2 separate regions of the Sus scrofa genome follow, and region 2 is linked to region 1. The links are chromatin contacts, called in public Hi-C maps. All regions are on one chromosome and are shown on one strand. Each heading gives the region's core, a stretch centred on a gene start, on an enhancer-like site or on the middle of the called end of the contact. The rest is flanking DNA. Distances are from core to core; before and after follow the strand shown. Region 1 holds the start of AFG1L (lactation elevated protein 1). Region 2 holds the start of AK9 (adenylate kinase 9).

The links. Hi-C and Micro-C count contacts between places; a contact is called where the count stands out from the background.
Region 2: a Hi-C map of embryonic fibroblasts shows a contact between it and region 1, with 2.0 times the contacts expected there. The contact joins the promoter of AK9 here to the promoter of AFG1L in region 1. A contact is called at or near these places in 1 of 5 promoter capture datasets (liver) and 1 of 47 Hi-C or Micro-C datasets (embryonic fibroblasts).

The regions. Positions count from the first base shown.
Region 1 is chr1:74,365,035-74,370,203 of Sscrofa11.1, forward strand. AFG1L (lactation elevated protein 1) reads left to right here and starts at 2,387. Exons shown (of 14, transcript XR_002343776.1): 1 at 2,387-2,741.
Region 2 is chr1:75,692,056-75,696,555 of Sscrofa11.1, forward strand. AK9 (adenylate kinase 9) reads right to left here and starts at 1,360. Exons shown (of 40, transcript XM_021091050.1): 1 at 1,259-1,360. It overlaps FIG4 (FIG4 phosphoinositide 5-phosphatase), which reads left to right and starts at 2,173. Exons shown (of 23, transcript NM_001243250.1): 1 at 2,173-2,407. The coding sequence starts at 2,342.

The sequences.
Region 1 (5,169 bases), core at 1,137-3,636:
CCAACTTGGCATTAAACTATCCATGAGTTCTTATTTCACTTTCATAATTATTAAGCTATTGGAATCTCTAATAAGAGATACTTTCATTGACCAAGGCAAGCAGTTGTTTTCCCAGAGCAAACAAAATGATATCTAGACACTTTCTGAAAGTCTTGAGGGTGACAAATATTTAAATCAAGGAAGAAATAGTCTGATTTTTTCAAAAGGTCTTTCACCAAGTGCCATACCAATAATTAGTAACATTAAATGAAACAGCATGAAGGAATAGTTTGTCATGTCAGCAATGACATTAAAGATAGAAAAAAATAGTGTGAATTGACATTTTGGAAGACACAATCAAAATAATTTTTCTATAAATGATTTGACAGAGTCAGTAAAGAAGTCTCCAAATTATTTATCCTGTTATGTTCTCTTTTCCTGTTTCTTTGGACACTTCTATTGTAGACCAACTAACTACCTAAATTCCTGGAATTCTTTCTAATGTCTTTTTATTTAGTTTTCATACAACTGAAACTTTCTCTTTTCCTGTAATCCAGATTTTCTTGCTTGCATGCCTGTCTGCCTGCCTTAGTTCACTCTGTTTTCTATTTTTGGAAGGTCTTCATTTCCTGTTAAAAGTAAAGCTTCTAGAAGGCTTTCCTGATTTCCCAGCCAAAGTGCTCTTTCATTGATTCAACAACATCTGGTAGAATCTTTTATCGATTCCTTTGTCCCTCCTACAGGATTGCCTGCTTCTTTTGGATAGCACTTTGTTAACCCTATATACTCCAAATATTTTTTGTTTAATCAAATTAGGGAAGATCACTTAGATATTCCTCTTTGGATACATGGTCTCAAGGCCATTCAGTCCAGTGGTTCACTGGCTTTCCCACGCTACACAAGTTCTTTCTAAACATCTGAGTTTATTCCACATTGAAAATTATTTACATTACAGAAAACAAAGGTGATAGCACTTTTCAGGTACTCTGCCAAAGATGAGCTGGACACTGGAGGCAAACTGGGGCTACCACTTAGGGATGTAACCAATATTTTGTTAAAATATGAGGGCCCAATGGATCCTCCACTTTTTATTTTGATTGTTTTTTTAGGTTTATTGAACTATAGTTAATTTATAAGACTGTGATAATTTCTGCTGTACAACAAAGTGATCCAGTCACGCATATACATAGATTCATTCTCTCTCGGATTCTTTTTCCACATAGATTATCACAGAATACTGGGTAGAGTTCTCTGTGCTATATAGCAGGTCCCCATTGGCCAGTCCTTCCATATACCTCAGTGCGCATATGCCAATCCCAAATTCCTAGTCCATCCCTCCCACTCCTCAACCTGTCCCCTTTGGTAATCATAAGTTTTTCAAAGTCTGTGAGACCGTTTCTGCTCTGCAAATAAGTTCATTTGTACCTCCCCCCCTTTATTTAAGATTCCACATAAAGGTGATTTCATATGATGTTTGCCTTTCACTGTATGGCTTAGAACGATAGTTTCTGTGTCCATCCATGTTGCTGTAAATGGCATTATTTTGTTCTTTTTTTTATGGCTGAGTAATATTCCATTGCATATATGTACCAAATCTTCTTTATTCATTCCTCTGTTGATGGACATTTAGGTTGCTTCCATGTCTGGCTATTGTAATAGTGCTGCAATAAATATTGGGGTGCATTTATCTTTTCAAATTATGGTTTTCTCTTGATAGATGCCCAGGAGTGGGATTGCTGGATCATATGGTAGTTCTATTTTTTGTTTTTTGAGTAACCTCCATACTGTTTTCCATAGTGGTTACATGAGTGTACATTCCCATCAACAGTGTAAAAGGATTCCTTTTTCTCTACACCCTCTCCAGCATTTATTATTTGTAAACTTTTTGATAATGGCCATTCTGGCTAGTGTAAGGTGGTACCTCATTGTAGTTTTGATTTGCATTTCTCTAATAATTAGTGATGTTGAGCATCTTGTCATGTGTTTTTTGGCCATCTGTATGTCTCATTTGGAGAAATGTCTATTTACATTTGCCCATTTTTTTGACCGGGTTGTTTTGGATTTTTGATATTGAGCTGCGGGAGGTGTTTATATATTTCAGAGATTAATCCCTTATCAGTTGTTTCATTAGCAAATATTTTCTCCCATTCTGTGGGTTGTCTCTTTGTTTTGTTTATGGTTTCCTTTGCTGTGCAAAAACTTACATTTTATTTAGGTTTTGGAGTCTCAGTCAGGTATGCTAACCTAAAAGGCTCAGGGGGGGTTACTTTACACGTCGTAATCCCGTTCCAATTCCTTGAAAGTGTTGTGGAATCCTCGGCTGCCTTCGCTGGGCGGAGAAGTGCCCCTCCCCCCAAGCCCAGAGCTGCCTGCCCCGCACCGCCTTCGGCGCCACCGCACTGCATGCTGGGAGTCGTAGTTGCAAGTGTCTGCTCTGGAAGAGAGATCAGAGGGCATGGGAGTCAGCCCGCCCCCTAGCTACTTGAGCTTGCGTTTTTTCCGCTTCTCTCTTTCGTTCTCTCACGGGCGGAGCCTTCTGTGAGCACTGCAGGATTTGTCGGTGCTACCGTCTTTCTTCTGGGTTTCAATAAAGTTTTCCTTTTGCTCCCCTTGTACGGAGCTCAAGATGGCGGCCTCCTGGTCGCCCTTGGTTACCCTCCGCTTAGCGCAGAGCCGGTTGAGAGGGAGATGTGTTGGGTGCAGGGCCTGGGCCGCTGCTCTCGCCCCTCCGGCCACCGCCCCTGGAAACTCTCTCTGTAAAGGTCAGTGACTGTGCCTGGAGTAGGCCGAGCCGACTGCATAGGACCGGGGCAGTCACCCTCACTCCTCGAGCTGCCCGAGCGCCTACTTGGTTCATAATTTTCGAGAGGTTTTCTCGAGAGGAGTTTCATGCTCTCTTGCATTTTCTGTTACAGTCTGCTGATGAAGGAGCCCTGGGCACTGAGGGAGGTGGCTGAGAGTGACCTTCATTTTGAGGGTTCAGAGGTCGACTCAGGGTTCGTTCCCTCCCACATGTTAGAAAGTTGAGACCTTGTAAGCCCAAGTGGGGGAGTACCTGGCTTGAAAGGATGCCAAGTGTCAGGTTAAGGCCTGGGGACTCTTCATCCTGCGCCTTTCCTGTTGACCTGGGACTGTACCTAAAAGCCAAGCCTCTGACGCTTGCAGGCCCTTTTGGCTCTCTGGCTTCTGGGAGTGCAAGTGTCCGAGCATTCCCAGACTGAGAGATTGATTCTTTTTGTTCTTTTCAAATTACTAGAGGCTTCAGCAAGGTCACTTTGTCACCAGGCTTGCTTCATATATTCATTCATTCATTCAAATTGTTACGTGTTTCCAAATGAATGAACCTATATTTTGAGTAATCAAGCCCACAGGAGTGATAATTTTACTGCTCTATTCATATACTCCCACTAAATCAGGGCTACTCAATGGCAAGGACCAGGTGTCATTGGTTCTTCAGCACTTAGCACAGTGTTTGGTGCCTGATGGGCAGATATGTTTTTGAACGAATAACATTATTCTTATTGCTCACTCATCCAAATTCTTGAACGCTTTCCTTTTTTTAAATTTTTTTTAAATCTTCAGGCATCCCTCCCCATACATCTTAAAATGATTCGCATTGGCTAATTTAGCTAAAACTATCAGTCTTTGATTGTTATAGTCGATAAAGTTGAAATTGATGCTAGAACTGTGACTACAGGTTTTTCTGCAAAGTTTAGTGTAATCCACTTATATAATGGAATATTTTGGTAGCATGAGATTTCCATCATAATATAAACTATTGTTAAATTTTGAACTAGACAATTCAAGCAAATGCTACAAAATTCAAAAGGGAAAAGAAAGAATATGGTAAAGCGTTGACTTTTTTCCACTCCTATTCCATAGTCACTCAGTTTGCCTTTCCAGAGGCAACTCCTAATACTTGTTTCTTATGTATTTTTCCAGAGACATTCTGTTTATATACAATCATATGTTTATAAATATGTGTATTAAAAAGTAGAAGTGGTAATATACACGCTGTTCTGGTCCTTTTTTTTTTTTTTTTTTTTTGTCTTTTTTGTTGTTGTTGTTGTTGTTGCTATTTCTTGGGCCGCTCCTGCGGCATATGGAGGTTCCCAGGCTAGGGGTTGAATCGGAGCTGTAGCCACCAGCCTACGCCAGAGCCACAGCAACGCGGGATCCGAGCCGCGTCTGCAACCTACACCACAGCTCACGGCAACGCTGGATGATGAACCCACTGAGCAAGGGCAGGGACCGAACCTGCAACCTCATGGTTCCTAGTCGGATTCGTTAACCACTGCGCCACGACGGGAACTCCCCCTTTTTTTTTTTTAATTCAGTGTATCTTGGGGATCATTCCATATCATTAGGAGTAAAACTGCTTCATGTTTTAAATGGTTAAAATAGAATTTCATTCTATGCATGGACCATGATTTATGAGATTTAGGATTTAAGGAATATGATCGTAATAACATGAATGCTTATTTTGTGTCATGCAATATGCTAAGTGCTTTCTACATACTTTCTCTTGTTTAATTCTCATTATCAATTAGGGGATAATCAATCTAAGGGTGCGGAAGTTACATAGCTAGTTAAATGCAGAACTTGTGGGTTCAAATGAAGGCTATACTTGGACTTACATCTGAGCCTAGGGATTGTGCTATTAACCTGTACTCAGAATTTATCCAGTTTTGAATGTGGACATTTGATGAAAATGCAGTTGGATGTCAATTTAGTTGTATGTAGAGTTGCTACTTCCCCCTCTTTAAGTAAAAGAAAAATTAAGTTGAAGTATTATTCATTATTTAGAGTCTGATTTAAGTTTGTTTTCTATCCTTTTCTTGATTTTTTGTTATTTAACGGTTTACATTTATATTTTATCTTCATTTAAGAAAATCTTTTCAAGTCTACTGTTTGCTACAGTGTAATGTGAGGGAAGCATTAGCTTGATGTTAAACAAAGGAAGGAAATAAATGAAGGAAAGGAATCAGGGGAAAGGAAGAGCATGTTCTTTGTTTTTATGCTTCATGTAAGCTTTAATTCTAGCCCTGATTCTAAGACATTTTGGATAGTGGAACTGTGAAAACTTTAGGAGTCCTAAAATGCTGTTCATTCAAATCACCTACCTGATGGCTTAACTTTAAATTCCTTACCAAAAACAATTTATTCCATTTTGGGATTTAATGGAATATT
Region 2 (4,500 bases), core at 110-2,609, 1.3 Mb after region 1:
CTTGTTCTGCCTGAGTTATACAGCAGACTGTATAACTGTATAAGAATTAATATTCTTCCATAGCAAGACTCAACCTATAACTGATGGGAATTGGTGAATAAATACCCCAGCTCTCTTTCCCCTTAAAAGGGAATAACTGAGACATACATCCAAGAATTCCTCAGAGAATTCAGCTAACAGAGAAATTTGCTTAATAATATTCCCTTTATTCCCTTTATTAGCTTCCTTCCCTTTGTGGCTGTTGTTTTGCTAGATTATTGCCCATATAAACTATTTGTCCTCAAGTTTTGTCTCAGGATCTGCTTCTGGATGAACAAAACTAACACCAGTTTCAAATGGAATATAGTAATATAATAATTGAAAACTAAATATTGGAAAACTGGAATTCTACAGATATTTTGAGTTATCCTGAATAAAAATGTGCAAATATTTAACTCATGTTCAGAAGAGTTGCTTTCCATTATGTAATGGAACAGAACTAAGTATTTTTCCCAGGTAAAAGATCCAAGTCAATGCAAAGTGCCAGTGCTGAGATGGCCATCTTTCTAGTTTTTTGTTTTTGTTTTTGTTGTTCTTGTTTCTTTTGTCTTTTTGGGGCTGCACCCATAGCATATGGAGGTTCCCAGGCTAGGGGTAGAATAGGAGCTGTAGCGGCTGGCCTACACCTCAGCCATAGCAACGCCAGATCCTTAACCCACTGAGCAGGCCAGGGATCGAATCTGCAACCAGTTACTAGTCGGGTTCGTTAACCACTGAGCCACAAAGGGAACTTCGCCATCTTTCTAGTTCTTAATAAAACCCAAAATTTCATACCAAACTATGAAAGAAAGTTTAAAATAAATATTAATTTAAAAATTTTGCAATTTCTTGATTTTGAATTTACAATATAATCCCCAATGCCACATTATGTTTATACTACAATTGAATACAAAAATTCTTAAATTTCCTTACATTTTTAGCAGTTGAAAAAATCCTCTAGCAGTGGGCTCTGCAGTTAACAAGGGACCCATTTCCTGGGAAACCTAGCACTTTTGCCATTCCAGTACATCTTACATCTCACAGTTGGTACCCAGTGAATACCTGTGGAATGAAAACGATGTTCGTTGAAAGGAGGAGTGAGGTTCAAAAGCGGAATTTACGGAGATCTCGAAGTTTAATTTTGCAAGGAAAGGAACTGGTCTGGGCTCCCCGCAGGAGATGGTGGGATTTCATTCGCTACGGAAATGGATCCGAGCGGTGGACTCTGACTCCTACATACCTATTCGTAGCAGACCCCACCGGCTGGCTGCAGTCCTCTCCAGGGACTCTGGGATCTGTTGAGCGGTTGCCAAGGGAACCCAGCTTGGTGCAAAGTGTCGAGCCTCTTGGGGGCGGGGCCTCGGAAGGTGGGGCTGTAATTTACTGATTTACTTTAAATACTCACTTTCGTACCTTTGTATTCAAAATTTTAATACACTCCTTTTCACAAATATGGAAGCTGATGATCAAAGAGAGTACATGCGTTGTTTACTTATGTTCACTCACATCTCGTGTAAGAAAACTTCTTTTAACGCAGAACTCCAAAGCCAGTACTACACTACGTTGTATTACACTACACTCGACAGTCTTTTTTTAGAATTTACAGATGGTTAGCCTCCTGCACAAATAAGTGGCAAGCTTGGAAATTTCCAACTTTAAGCGATTATAAAACACTAATTGAACCACACACCCTCTGGATACCATGGATTTAGTTGATTCTTCTAAGGGTAAAAGAGACACACAGCGACAGAAGGGGAAAAACACCTATGCTTAGTGCAGGACCGTCACAGAGTAGGTTTTCAGGAAAGGGCAGAAGTAGGCAGAGAAAAAACAGACAAACTTGGGAATGGATCTATCTGCAAGTCGGAGAGCCAATTCAAAAGAAGTAATCCAGTCCCAAATCGTCCACTTTTGCAAAGAGAAGGACCAGAAAAAGGTGAGATTTAACTAAACTGGCAGTGCCCTTTTCTCCGCCCACTTTTCCTCGTTCCCATACCAAAGATGGCGTTCTTTGCTTCCTCCTTCGCAGTACGCAGGCTCTGGAAACCTCTACCCCACTTCTCTATGGTTCTTCCTCCAGTCCCGCCCACGCGGTAGCTGGGGTGGGGTTTGCCTGGAGGTGGGGCCTACGGATCCGGAAACACCTGAACCTTAGTAGCTGATCATCTATGTATTTCGTGCCGATGCAGTGTTTTTACCTGCGGAACTTGGCATCTTGGATCTGAGGCGTCTTCTCTCCGGGTTTCTTGGGGGCAGTTCCGAGGCTGCTGCAACCAAGGCTGTGGCCTAGTGCCTGTTGGGGCGCGCCCCCGTTTGCTCGGCCATGCCCGCGGCCGCCGCCCCCATAATCAGCTTGGTCCAAAAGCTGGTTCTGTACGAGACTAGAGCTGTGAGTACCCAGCCCAGTGGGGTGCGGGGAGGACAGCGGCCGAGTAGGTGTGGGGCGGTGGGGCAGAGCAGCAGCCCGCCCCATCTTCCCTCTGTTCCCTAATTCGAGTCCTGGGGAATGCGCCCGAGGGGGCTTCGCCCTGTTATGGCACCCGGGACACTGTAGCTTTTGCAGCACCACTTAAAAGCCAAGGTTGGAACACCCTGGCAGCAAGTGTTTGTGATATCTCAAAAACTGTTCATGAAGTTCTGTACGAGTTACTGAATTCTTTTCAACTTTGGGAAAGTCTTGGAGTTCTCCGGTTCACTAGTTATAGTACAAGTAGGGGTTAGAAAAATATTCTCGACCTGTGAATCGGTAACTTTTCTGTTTTCCTATGCCGTGGCGTCGCAGTGATTGATAATAATTATGTATGCTTTTATTGCTGACATTTTTGGTTCTCTTTATTTGAAGGGAAAGAAAACTTTGTTGATTTGTTTGGATAGAATTCTTTTGCTTTTCATTTTACTTTTTTCCTACACAGTTTTATTTTGTTCTGTTTTATTTCTTCAAATCACCATGTAAATAGTTACTGGTAGAATTAGCAGATCCAGGTTTTTGTTTGTTCGTTTGTCTTTTGTATGGCTGCACCTGTGGCATATGGAAGTTCCTGGGCCAGTGGTTGAATAGGAGCTGCAGCTGTGGCTTATGCCACAGCCACCGCAACACTAGATACCAGCGGCACCTGCGACTTACTCCGCAGCTTGCAGCAGTGCAGGATCCTTAACCCACTGAGTGAGGCTAGGGATGGAACCCAAATCCTCACAGAGATAACTGTAGGGTCCCTAACTTACTGAGTCACAATTGGAACTCCCAAGCAGATAGGTTTTTATGTTTACGTTACTAGTTCCCTAAAATTTAATGAATGGTGCTTGAAGTATGTACTTTGTCATCTCTGTGGCTAGAAAATAAAGTATAGCTTTTCTAAACTGGGGTATCATTGATATTAGGGTCTGTGTTTAAATTACACTTAATGGTTACAGGATGGCATGTGCTCAAAACCTTCATAATACTCATTGCTTATGCTGTAGAATGTCTTATAAAACACATTCAGTGGAACTATTAGAGGAGTGCAAGAAGGTACATAGCAGATTCTCAGTTATTACATGAGACTAGCTTGTCTGCTAGTCATCATTAGCATTAGCATAGAAACATTGTTGACCCTAAATTAATTTTGCTGACAACTTCATTTGATAATCCAGACCAGAAGATAAAATTATCTAATAATACCAAATTTGCAAATATCTTCACTTGTCCTCTGAGGAGAGTCATACAGAAGTATCATTTTGACATTGAAACAAAACCTTCTGCTTTCTGTACAAGTGCTGATAAATGTCCCTAGTTAGAAACATGCATACTATACTTAAACACAGAAATTTCAGCCCTTTAATAAGCTGAGCATTCATGAGGACTGGCTGAGATGTTAATGTTCTTTCTAAAGCACAGTCCATATTATGGGGCTCTTCTGCTCAGAAATTTTCAGTGGCTCCTGTTCTGAGGAGAGTAAACTCTGCCTCCCTTAGTTGGGCATTCAAAGCCATATAGAATTTGTCCTCAACTTGTCTGTCTGGTCTTATATCAACTTGGCAATCATTTATTGAGTATTAACTATGTGCCTTTATGTGTCTTATTCTGCAGTAAAATTGGGTTGCTTTCAGTTCTCTATAACCACCCTCTGTTTTTTTTGCTGTTCTCACCTTGTAATGGCCCAATCTTCTGCTAAAATGTTACTGGTCCTCATGACACAGATGTGGTTACAGTGCCTTACGGCCAGTAGGCCCTCAATGGATGCTAGTTGAGAGAGTCTAACACAAAGAGGTGTGTGTTCCAGAACTTGATTGTGACCCCTCTCAGTCATCTAAGTAATGGAAACTAACTCTGGCCAGCGTAGAGGTAAAAGGTGAGTTTATTAGAAGGAAAGTAGGGAAGCAGTTGTATAGAATCATTGAAGGCTTCTACTTCCCCATCCTCTGGAAATGTAGGAAGAAACAGGAACACACTGAGTTCTGCCAAGGATCGAGTATAGGTGCTAGAAGGAGGAATCTGACTAACTC